Regions from separate parts of the Gasterosteus aculeatus genome. Here region 1 is linked to region 2. The links are chromatin contacts, called in public Hi-C maps. All regions are on one chromosome and are shown on one strand. The core of a region is the stretch at or near the end of the contact, and the rest is flanking DNA. Distances in the headings are between cores, read along the strand shown.

Evidence for each region. A called contact is a pair of places that touch in the nucleus more often than the background predicts.
Region 1: a contact with region 2 is called in a Hi-C map of whole body, with 2.7 times the contacts expected there. The contact joins the enhancer-like site here to the promoter of nrp1a in region 2. A contact is called at or near these places in 3 of 6 Hi-C or Micro-C datasets (skeletal muscle and whole body).

The regions. Positions count from the first base shown.
Region 1 is chr21:9,101,845-9,107,093 of fGasAcu3.hap1.1, forward strand. The region is part of intron 2 of LOC120811645 (partitioning defective 3 homolog); the gene reads right to left. Among protein-coding and RNA genes, the nearest start is that of trnaw-cca, 12 kb to the right of the region's middle. Within about 2 kb of position 3,422, at least 6 of the 9 cell types and tissues checked have open chromatin away from gene starts, as enhancers often do.
Region 2 is chr21:8,713,610-8,719,430 of fGasAcu3.hap1.1, forward strand. It overlaps nrp1a (neuropilin 1a), which reads right to left and starts at 3,536. Exons shown (of 18, transcript XM_040167066.2): 1 at 2,898-3,536; 2 at 1,131-1,553. The coding sequence starts at 1,197.

The DNA of each region.
Region 1 (5,249 bases), core at 2,172-4,671, 390 kb after region 2:
GTGTTTGTCATTGAGAGCGACCTTTCACTTCTGTTATGCAGTTAAGATGTAACACACAGGTCTTTAATCTTCCAACTTATACCTTGTATAAGTTGCGTGTACAAGAGACATATAGGCTCGACTTAGACATTAGATTGCACACACGCAAAAACAACTGGGATCACTGTAGAGAGGCGTGTTGGCGTCTCCTTTGGGGATGTCATGAGTAGGTGAGGCCACAGTGTTAGCGGGTGACTCAGGGCTGCTTGAGTGTAATGGTCCTTAAACAAGGAAAGCCAGAGAGAGTTATAGACGGGGGAACACATGACTCTTCTTCCGTCTGTGTAGAGACAGGCATTTACACTAATGCATGTATACAGGACAGGGCTTCTGGCACAACAGAGCAATAATATCACAAACCATCAGATGTGTGTGTGTGTGTGTGTGTGTGTGTGTGTACGCTGATGGATGAGTGTCTTTGCAGATAAATGGGTGCCTATTATTCCTGCCTTTTATAGACAAACTCCCCGCTGACATCCAAATGGGAATAGCAAGAAGCCTTCTTGCACACACACACACAAACACACACACACATTCCCATAACGAGCTGCAACCGAGGAGCCCTGGGCTGCGAACACATCTGCTGTAGAGGAGACGTAAGGCATTCATGCGGGGACTCTCAACATTCTCCATGTACACATACTGTACTGTACGCGCGCACACACACACACACACACTGTGTGTGATGAATGGGATTTTCTTTCTTTTTTTCCACAAAAGGAGGAAGGAAGTGGCGGAGGGGCCTTATGACAATTTCAAACTAAAAATCCCTTCCGGATAAAACCACGTTTGAACACAAAGACATGCTGAGACACATTCTCTCCAACCGGCCCGCTGACCTTCTGATACCCTCTGTAGTCCACTCCACACCACTCTTCCCCGTAGTGCAGAAGACAGAAATATAGCGGAAGTTGCGCTGCATAATAAAGATGGAGAAAAATACTGTTTCAATCGGGGCCAAGGAGGTGTGTGGATTTTCAACGAGTTTTCAAGAAACTATATATAATATTTATATAAAAATGATCCAAATTTCAGAAAACCTTTCAATTACAGTATGTGCTATTTGAATTTGTTTGACAAAAATGGAACTGGCCCGACCAGCAGTTGTGCTTGAGGAAAGCACTTCAGGTAAAGCACTTCAGCAGGCCCATAAGCCTCCAGTATTCCAGCAGAGCGGCTCATAATCTGGAACGGTCTTTGGCCTTCTCTCCCGAGGAGAGGGGCAATGAGCGCACATAGCCGGGCTGTTACAGAGGATTCAGCCCACTGTCTGCTATATGCCCGTCTAAAGCTTTTCGAGCCAGGCTTAGCTTCCCGGCTCTGGCACCACCTCCCTGCCTCACTGCGCCAGTGTCAACTTCAGCTGGGTACGGCGCCAGCCACTACCGCCAGACTCAGCTAAGTGAGAGGCAAGGCCCGCGCTCCACTCACATCGAGTTTCTTCCCTTTATCCCGTGTTGCTTTGTTCTGTTCTCTTTGCTGGGATATATATATTTTGTAGGTCTTCCATTTTTTCTGTTTCTTTGCTTCTTTGATTTAACTCAAAACGTTTCTTTTCCTTTTGCTCAAATACATTAATCAGGGCATGTGAGTGTCTTTAGGTCAAAAGTGTTAGTAAATACATTTCAGCAAGGCCCCCACATAAAAAGCATCAAAACATATGGACATTTCAAAATCAATATGGTCAATTAAATCTTAGAAGCCTGGTTCGATTTGTGTGCTCACAGCTTTATTCAAACAACACACCCTAACCAGCCCGCTCATATCACCTGTAATCAAGGCCCTGATCAACAATGCTCAGGTGGACTTTACTCCCCCATTTCTCTATAAAAATAACAGCTGCAGTTACTTTAAATGGATGCATACAAAATCATCAGAATGGAGGAAAAGATCCTGCGCTTAACATGCATCCACCCAAAAGTTGAAATAAAACTGGCCTGTAATAAACCAACACAGTCTAAAACAGACCAAAGACTATTTGAGAGCCAATTTTCAGACATAACCTTAGGGTGACTTTGGCTCTGTGAGGGTAATTACATATAGTTCCGAGAGAAGTAGTCAAGTGTTGAAAACCGGCGCTCATGGTCTGGAAACCCTTGAGACAAAAGCTGTAGAGGAATACTTGTCATGCAGAAGAGACCCTCGCTTGGTTTAACAAGGAGCTGATAGGCAGCGGAGTAAGAGAGAAATAGGTCTATATTCAAAATAATAACCAATTGATGGTAGATTGAAGTTTCCTGCTCAAGATTGCAGCCGCTGTTGAACTGGCTGGGACTTTGTATAAGTAATTTCCCAGCAGACGACTGTGATGGAGAGTCGCACAGAGAATGCTCTGTTGCCCTCATGAGGCGAGCGGGAGAAAGACTCTGATGTGGTTTCTTTGTAGCTCAATGCAGCCACACTGACAGAGAAGCGGGGATAAAAAGCAAAAATGTGATCTCTTTGCCTGGATCTCTGTCTGATGCCAGTGGGAGCAGCGCTCGCTACATGAGGATAATAGAGGAAAGAGACTCCTTTGTTATCTTAGTGCTCCGAGGGACACCCCTCCGGGGCTCTTTGGGAGGCCAACGGGATCCGAGTCGGGGGCCTGTATCTGTCACCTCAGTTTAGGGACTGTTTAATGGCGGCTGACCCAAATCGGCTCCCTGGAGGCGATCCCGGGCTCCTCCACAGGACTTCACTGCTGCACATAATAAGCTTGTATGGCAAAATATCCAGACACTGGAACCTAAGCAGCCCTGACAGCTGTCAACCGGGACAAATGTCCTCCTGCATGATACAAGGATGGTAGTGTAGACTGTGTGTGTGTGTGTGTGTGTGTGTGTGTGTGTGTGTGTGTGTGTGTGTGTGTGTGTGTGTGTGTGTGTGTGTGTGTGTGCATGGTTGTTTTTCGACAGAGGCGTGTAAATGTGTGTGTGTTTTTCTGTCTGTGTGGGCCCCTCCACTTTTCTTTCTCGTTTTGGCACTGCCAATCCCCGGCTTGAGTTAAACGCCCCGCCATTTCCAGACAGTATGCGGGCGAGTCGACGCCATGTCGGGAACAATTTGGCGTGATGGCAGAAATCTCTTTGTGTAAGGAGGCCTTCATGGGTGAGAAATCGAAAACACATACGTGACTAGCTGGGTGGCCTCTGAGCTGAAAGACACGATTGCTGACATGACGTGATTTCACCTGTTTTACAGGAAACCCCCGTCATAAGATGGAGGAGCCTGCTGCTCTGCAGTATGGAGTGCTTTCATATCTTACCCCAGGCTCAGAGTCCGTGTGTGTCATACTGCATATGCTAATAACCACATAACAACTGGCTAGAGTGTACTACACACACAGCCCAACATACCATGTTCTACTGGTAAATGGAGTAAAATGACACCTGTGGTCCGTCAACAACTCGCCTGCCTCACCTTACATGACTCATTCATTCCAGGGAAGCGGTTGCCAAAGCACACACTGACAACAGGACACACAGTGCACATATAGAGAGGTTGTAGATTGCAACACTGTGTGGTCAGAACAGCAATACTTTCTCCAGATATTTGAACTCTTCCATTCGTCCAAAATATTGTGTGGCTTGTGTGCTCCTGTTGCCGTGTGTGTTGTAAAAACCATTAGACTGTGGTACTTTGGTACACACTGTTTCATCACATTGGTCTTAGGAGAGGATCATTTTGTCAAAAGAGTACAGACCATTATGAGATATGGTAGATCATTTTATATAATATAGCTCACTTCATAGAACGACCTGTACCGGGATACTTCTGATTGATAGATGGTTGGATAGAAATGATTTTCAAGGTTCCATTGCTTTATTTAAACATTATGCACATCCAACAAATGAAATAAGGGTAGAAGAATAATAGAAGAAGACTGAGACTAGCTAATGGTGAAGGCCTGTGCTTCAGCGTCCAATAGAAACAGCACAAAAAGCCCCTCCCCACCGTGAAGGATTGTAACTGCGTAGGTGGGGTAGAGGGAGTTGCTGAAAAAGAACAACAGTGCTCAACAAATCTTCCCCGACTAAGTGAAGTTCAAAACATAAGAACATAATAAACCAGCAACAACAGACAATAAAGACAACAAACCCCCAGAGGAAAATTAAATGGAAAAACTGCTTACTTCCACTAACTGAACAGAGCAGCAGAGGGGGGAGGGGGGGGGGGGGTTCTGCTCCTGCACCGGGTCGTTCAGGTCACAGTGCTGACTCTGGCCGGGGCTAATTACAGCTGACCACCGGAGGGTTTATGGACATGTGGGTCTCTGTCCAAGTGTGTGGTGTTCTTAGGTGAACATACAAATTGGCTGTCTCATCAGAGTGTCTTTTTCATTGACTGCATGCTGGGTGTGGACATTTACACTCTGTGGCCAGGATACGTGTGTGTGTGTGGGGGGGGGGGCTACTAGCTACAAGTACAGTGAACAGAAGCAGGTGCTGGCGGCTGAGAGGAAGCTCGAGAAACTGTCCCAGCCTCATACATCCCTGCACTCTACTGATGCCGCATCGCTGTTACTGAGGGTTGGGGGTTGCTTTAGACTTCACATAGACAGCTATACCACATTTACAACCATCACGTCCACTAGAGAATTAACATCCAGGCTGTGGTGGGCGCAGTTTAGTTCAATACTACAAACAAAAGTGACTTTCAAGACAAAACGTCAATTCGTATGACCGTTTTTCTGTCGCACGTCCTTTGGAAGACATATTTACAAACAGTAGCCGCAGAACTTGCCGTTCATTTGGATCTCAACCTCTCATATGCCAAATTATGTGACACAACCATGCACAGATTTACATAAACACTTGGCAAAAGGCTCAAAACCACTCTGTGGTAGTTTCACGTTACTGTAGGTTATTCCAGGACCACATTGTGCCATAATAACACACACACACACACATACACAACACAATAGCAGCCACATGCTGGTAATTACAAGAGAACAATCAAACACAGGGTAGCATCTGGGTTACAGAACATTTATTTCACACTGGTTGCCATTCAGGATATATCAGTATTTCAGCTGTTGCTTCTGCCGTTAGATTTAAATATTTAATACATCAAATTGTTGTAATTGCGAAATTTGTCCATGAAGTAAGCACCAAAAAGTATTTTCATAAGCACAATGAGGTGACGTATTTTGGTTTGATGGTTTTAACTCTCTGACTCTCCCCCAACAAAACCTTTATCATCCTACTGCATTAAATGGGGCACCGCGG
Region 2 (5,821 bases), core at 2,286-4,785:
ATATATGTATATAGAGAGAGCGAGAGAGAGATAGTGGGTTATCTATATATGTGAAACCTTAGGACAGTGTCCGAGAAACTTTTCAGTTTAATTTTTTCAGTTTAATTTATCGATATATCGTTTACAGAGTCGAATTGGTCAAGACAAGCAAAGGGTATGCAGCGACTAACTGACACACATCGTACATGCATATTGGTATTTAGTAATAATTTGAATTACTATTGTTTATGGTTAGTTAATACGGAGCAGCCTTGCAGTGGCGCACTGAGATAAAGGAGCATCGAGATAAAGGAGCAGTCCCTCATATTATAATAAGATACGGAGCAGCTTTGCGAATCGTATAAATGCTATTAAAAAGTGTAATTGGAGAGTTGTTCCTCTGAAGAGTTTCACCATAAAAGGGAATTATCCTTTGTTTTTTTCAGAGGGCCACAAGTCGCATTCATCTTTATTCGGGCACGTTTTCACTAATTAAAAATGAAAGCTGCTACCGAGTGTTTCTCTGATACATACACGCACCTCTTGAAGATCAATTAAATCGAAAAAATAAGCGTGGAACGAAAGCGCCAAATAGAAAGGAAACGGGAGCTGAAGAGAACAGAACAAGGGGAAGTTGCGTAAACCGGGGATTTGGGCTGACTTTTTGAACTTCACTAACACACCCTGCTTGTTAACCGATAGCTGCCCCCACAAAACGGGATACAATCGTTCTCTCAAAGGAAGTTTTAGGTTACAAGCATCACGATGGACTGTTGGTTGCATAAATACGAATTAACAACATTATTTGGGATATTTTGAGGGCATCACGGGTAATGAAAAAATCCATGAAGTGAAAATATTATGGGAGGGATATCATGAATACAAGGTGTACACTAAAAAAGAAAAACAATTAAATAGGACCACGACGAACACTGGTCACCATTAAACAATTATTAAATTAAAGTCTCCGCTGAAATATAATAAGAGGGATTTCCGCGGTGTTGGCGGAATGGGCAGGTGAGCGCTGTGCGACTTTGTCAAAAGATCAGCGCTGATCCGAGCAGACTAATCTTTCAGAAAAATATTGGGATTAGAAGCTTTGCAGAGTACACATACGCTTTATTTATATAGATATCAGATATCACACTTACCGTTTTTGAAAGCCTTGACCACCAGAAGGATTCCCATGAACAGGATCAAGACTAATCCACAATGCATCCTTGTTTCCTCACCCCAAAAATTAAATTACGCATACAAAAAAGATTTTAAAAAACTCCGTTAACGAAACTCCTCCGGCAGGTTCCTGCAGCGAGTACTGTTCTCTCGACAAGGACTAAAATAAAGTAAGAGCGTCTGTTAAATAAAACGAAGTTAGAAGTGTAGGAGCTCCGGTCGCTGGCATCCTGTCATTCAGCTCATTTTTCCTCTCGCCTGTGCCGGTTGCGCTCCTCTCTCCAGCGCGCACCGTGCCATATCCCTCCCGGAGAGGTGGAAGAAGAAATGGCCTCACTCTCCGTTGATGGTGTTGCGTTGTTACTCCGTCAAACGGTGCCCGAGCTGGAGCTAATCCTTGGCTGTGGGAGGCAAAAGAGATAGGCGGAGGTGTGAGCGGGTTTTGAGAGGAATACGCGCTTGCATGCGGCCGCCTTGCGCTCTGGACATTCCCCGGGTGTGTCTTTGCGCCCTGCCTCTGAAACGAACACGGTTTATAGAAAGGCACGGACACAACTCCCCATAGCAAACAAAAGTGTGAGGACTCAGAGTGCGGGACTCGGAGGGGATGATGATGGGCGTGATGACAAATAGTCGACCTATGTGAGTAAAGCCCCGTGTCTTTATGTGTAAGACGAGCCGCACACTGAGTCACAGAGTACCAGCAGTCCGTTAAGTGACATGACTCTCTCTCTCTCTCTCTCTCTCTCTCTCACCCCCTTTCCCTCCCTCTCTCTCTCTCTCTCTCTCTCTCTCTCTCTCTCTCTCTCTCTCTCTCTCTCTCTCTCTCCGTCACTCTTTCTTTATCTATACCCCCTCCCCTCCCATCCCCTGTCTTCTTTTACAAAAATAAGCTATCGTGATATAGATTAACAGAACATGACTCATATTAAAAAACATCATTTGGGATAACAACGTGTATCAAATATTATATCTATAGGAAATATACCACTTAACCAAAGATCGTAAATCATAGAGTAAACAATTCTAAATGCCGATTACAATGGATAGGGGTTCTTTGTTTTAGGTCTCCTCCGCAGCTTTTATCTGATCGTGATCATTTTATGTGACACACTGAATTATCTATGCAGGGAACTTCTTTTTTGCGTCTCCTTAAACACGGATCCTCCAGCCGCTCGGAATGAATCGTATCGGCAGTGCTCACAATAGGCCCGGTTTGTTCTGTGTTTTCCACAGAAACTAAATAACAGAAAGTGTCCCCCCTCTACACCTTTAAAGTTTATTTTATGCAGCGACAGCTGTTCAGATGTGCCGATTTCCTGCCCCACAACAGTGACACCATTTAACCGACACTCGGATATTCAGGGGAAATCAATTAAAGCGCACATTTATGTAGCCTTGCGTCATTTACTCAAGGCTGCCCTGGGTCACTCTGCACACGGACACACACGCACGCACGCACGCACGCACGCACACAAACACACACACACACACACACACACACACACACACACACACATACACACACACACACAAAGGAACAGAGCAGCAAATACTTCTCCCGCATAAACACAACTAATCAAAGTTTTAAAAATGAACGATTTCATTTGATTAGTATTCAAGCCAAATAAATAAATACAATTTATTTATATTTGTAAAATCGTGGGAAAGTGGAGATAATCTATCATCGGATCAGTGCTTTCTTACGCAGAGGTATTTCATTAAATAAAAACTGCTGCATTCACCTGCGTTTTGAGGACTCGCAAAGCCGCAAGCATCCAGCCCTCCTCTCTCTACCTCCAACATGCGTGGAGGAGCAGAGTGCTGCTATGATCCGACAGGCTTCCCTTCGGATTCTGTTCAAATGACACTAGATCTTCTCCAGAGACTCACAAAAGCAAGTTACCTCCCCCCCGCCCCCTCCCTTTTCGTTGTACGCCGAGGGAGAACCACAGCGGAGTCTAGTTCGGTCCTCGGTCGCCACCGCGCAAAGACGCACAGCCGACAGCTGGCCACTCGCTCTCCTCTCCGCGCACAGACTAGTCTCCTCCGCGGCGCTGATCTCTCCAGGACTCTCTTCTTGTTTCGCCCCCTTTCTTTCGGCGCTGTCTCAAGAGAAATCCGGCCAGTGTGGTGGTAAAAATAGGCAGTTCCTAAAATACCAGAGGGACCGAAAAAATCAAAATAATGTAGATAAACGGAAAAGTCCTGGTTGATCTGCCGCAAGTTGTTTCTTCCACTTCGCCCGGTTCTCCGCGCGCCACCGCTCTCGGCTCTTCCGCTGAAGCAAATGCAGAAGGTTTGAGTCGCTGGCAGCGCCACACGCCCCTTTACGAGGGATGAGTGCGCGCGCGTGGTTGTTTACGGGCGTGCGCGTGCGCAGGCGTGTGTCTGTGTGTGGAGCGGGTGTCTCCGGCATCGTGCTGCGGATACCCCCAGCTTCCTCTCTTTATTCTGTCAGCCTCCAGCTTTTTTGGACGCATCAGAAATACACATTTGATTAAAAAAAAAAAACTAGCCCGATGGCGTCTTCAAGCGTGTCACAAAGCATGCAATGAGTAAATAACTCATCTGTGATTTAAGTCTACCTCTCTTTGCTGTGTCAGCATGTTTTATCGTGTCTTTATTTATTGTCTTTTATTGCAGGGTTTTCATCCATGTTAGTAATTGTTTATTGAATTGGACAGTTTTTAAAGGCGGTGTAGAATTTAAAGCCCACTTTGCCCTTTGACTCTTGCAATCAGAACCCTGATGACTAATCACTAATCCCCTGCACCTCCATAAATTTCAGACAGTCGACTGGGCCAATCCGTGGTGAGGAGCAACTCCCCTCCTACCTGAGGATATTTCAAAGAGGTCTATAGTTGAGCCCTTTTGCACCTCAGTGCCATCCTGTTCTCATGTCACCTCAAAAGCTCTTCAGCTATGGCTAGGGTTTAGGGACAGGGTTGAGATGTGGTGTTACGTCGCCCGAGTTCCAACTGACCGTATTGCCTATTGATGCTCAGGACGCAGTAACAAAAAGAGACGATATGACATGGGGGCAGCAGCAGGAATAAGTATCTTTCCCCCACTAGTATACCTTTGGGAGATATTAAGCACTCTACCACATGAGGCCCAGGTATCCATGGTGGTCGGAGAGGACTGGTTGGGAGTCTGTGGACCACAACAGCAGACCCCAATGAGGGCCGCAACACTTAAGCAGACAACCAGTGGTTCATCCCCCTTTTTTAATTGGACCTTTAGAATTGTTCCTCATTGCGCTGGATTTATTTCAGCTTCCCGTTCACAGCACTCATTAGCACTGTGAGTTGTTTTGTGGAATTTTTAAAGGCACTGTTAAACTCGATAAAAACAAAAAGTTCCTGTACAAATATAAGAATATCATAGAGCTAATATGAGCTGATGCCTCTGTTTTCTGGGGGGCTGTAGGTGCCCATGGGACCCACACTGTTTTTCCGTGAACATACAAGCAGTTCTCTGTTGTCAATCAGTCTTTCTGTCTTTTTTTCTTTTGTTGACAAATGCAGCCAGCCTCATGAATGACAACATATGCCATTTTGACCAAAATGTCCTCATGAGGAGAAATATTTGGTATCAAAAACGATTAAAACACGAACAACAGAAACTGTTGAATGAGTCCCACATGACAGTTGTGAAAGAAAAGCCTCTTTTGAGTGAGTGGTCCCCACGGTTTGATTAATTAATGACCGATCCTAGACGTGTGTATTCCCAAAACCTCCTTTTTGAATTTTTTGAACATGTTTTGATTTAAAATAGGTGGGCAACGTACAGTATAGTGCAAAATGAAAATGAAAATGTTAATTTGTTACTTGAAAATAAATACATGACATTGTACAACTCTTCAGAAAGGGGAAGGGAAACAAAGAATAAAAGTCCCCTCCATTCCGCGTCTCTAACGAGGGTCAGAAGCCCGCACTGCTGAAGGACTTCTCTGTTGCTTTCTCAATCCACTACAATAACTGGAGGGTTCCAGCTACAGGTCAACGTGCCTGGCACCCTTCTGCCCTGTAGGGGGCATCAGTGCTGAGAAGTTGCTCTGTAAGAGAGCCACCCTCTGCTCCTCACCCGCTCACCTGACTCAATCACACTATTCAGCGTAAACTTCCCTCAGACTTCCCATGGGTCTGCATCGTATAAACCGCTGTGTCTCCCTTTGGAGGAAGGCATGGAGCACTGTTGATTGAGGAGGTCGACATGCTTTGAGCGCATTGAGACGTCGAAAGGATTTTGTGATACAAAAGAGCAAGAAATGCCTCAATCCTTACGAGAGAGAGAGAGAGAGAGAGAGAGAGAGAGAGAGAGAGAGAGAGAGAGAGAGAGAGAGAGAGAGAGAGAGAGAGAGAGAGAGAGAGAGAGAGAGAGAGAGGATGGTGGCTTTATTCATGGTCCTAGCCCCAGTAATTCTTTGTCTTGCTGATAACACAGATGTTAAAACGGTCTCGGGCATCTCTATCAAAGGCTTCACTAACTAACCTTTCGTGTCTGCAGGATAACTCGGGAACAATGGCTAAATGTCTAAAATGAGGTGTGTGTGTGGGGTTTGTACGGGAACAATAAGAGAGCCATTTAAAGGATTTGCTTCTTCACATACTGTATATCTGCCCCAATCTTCAGTACAGCCCTGATGAATAATTAGCTCCGGCGC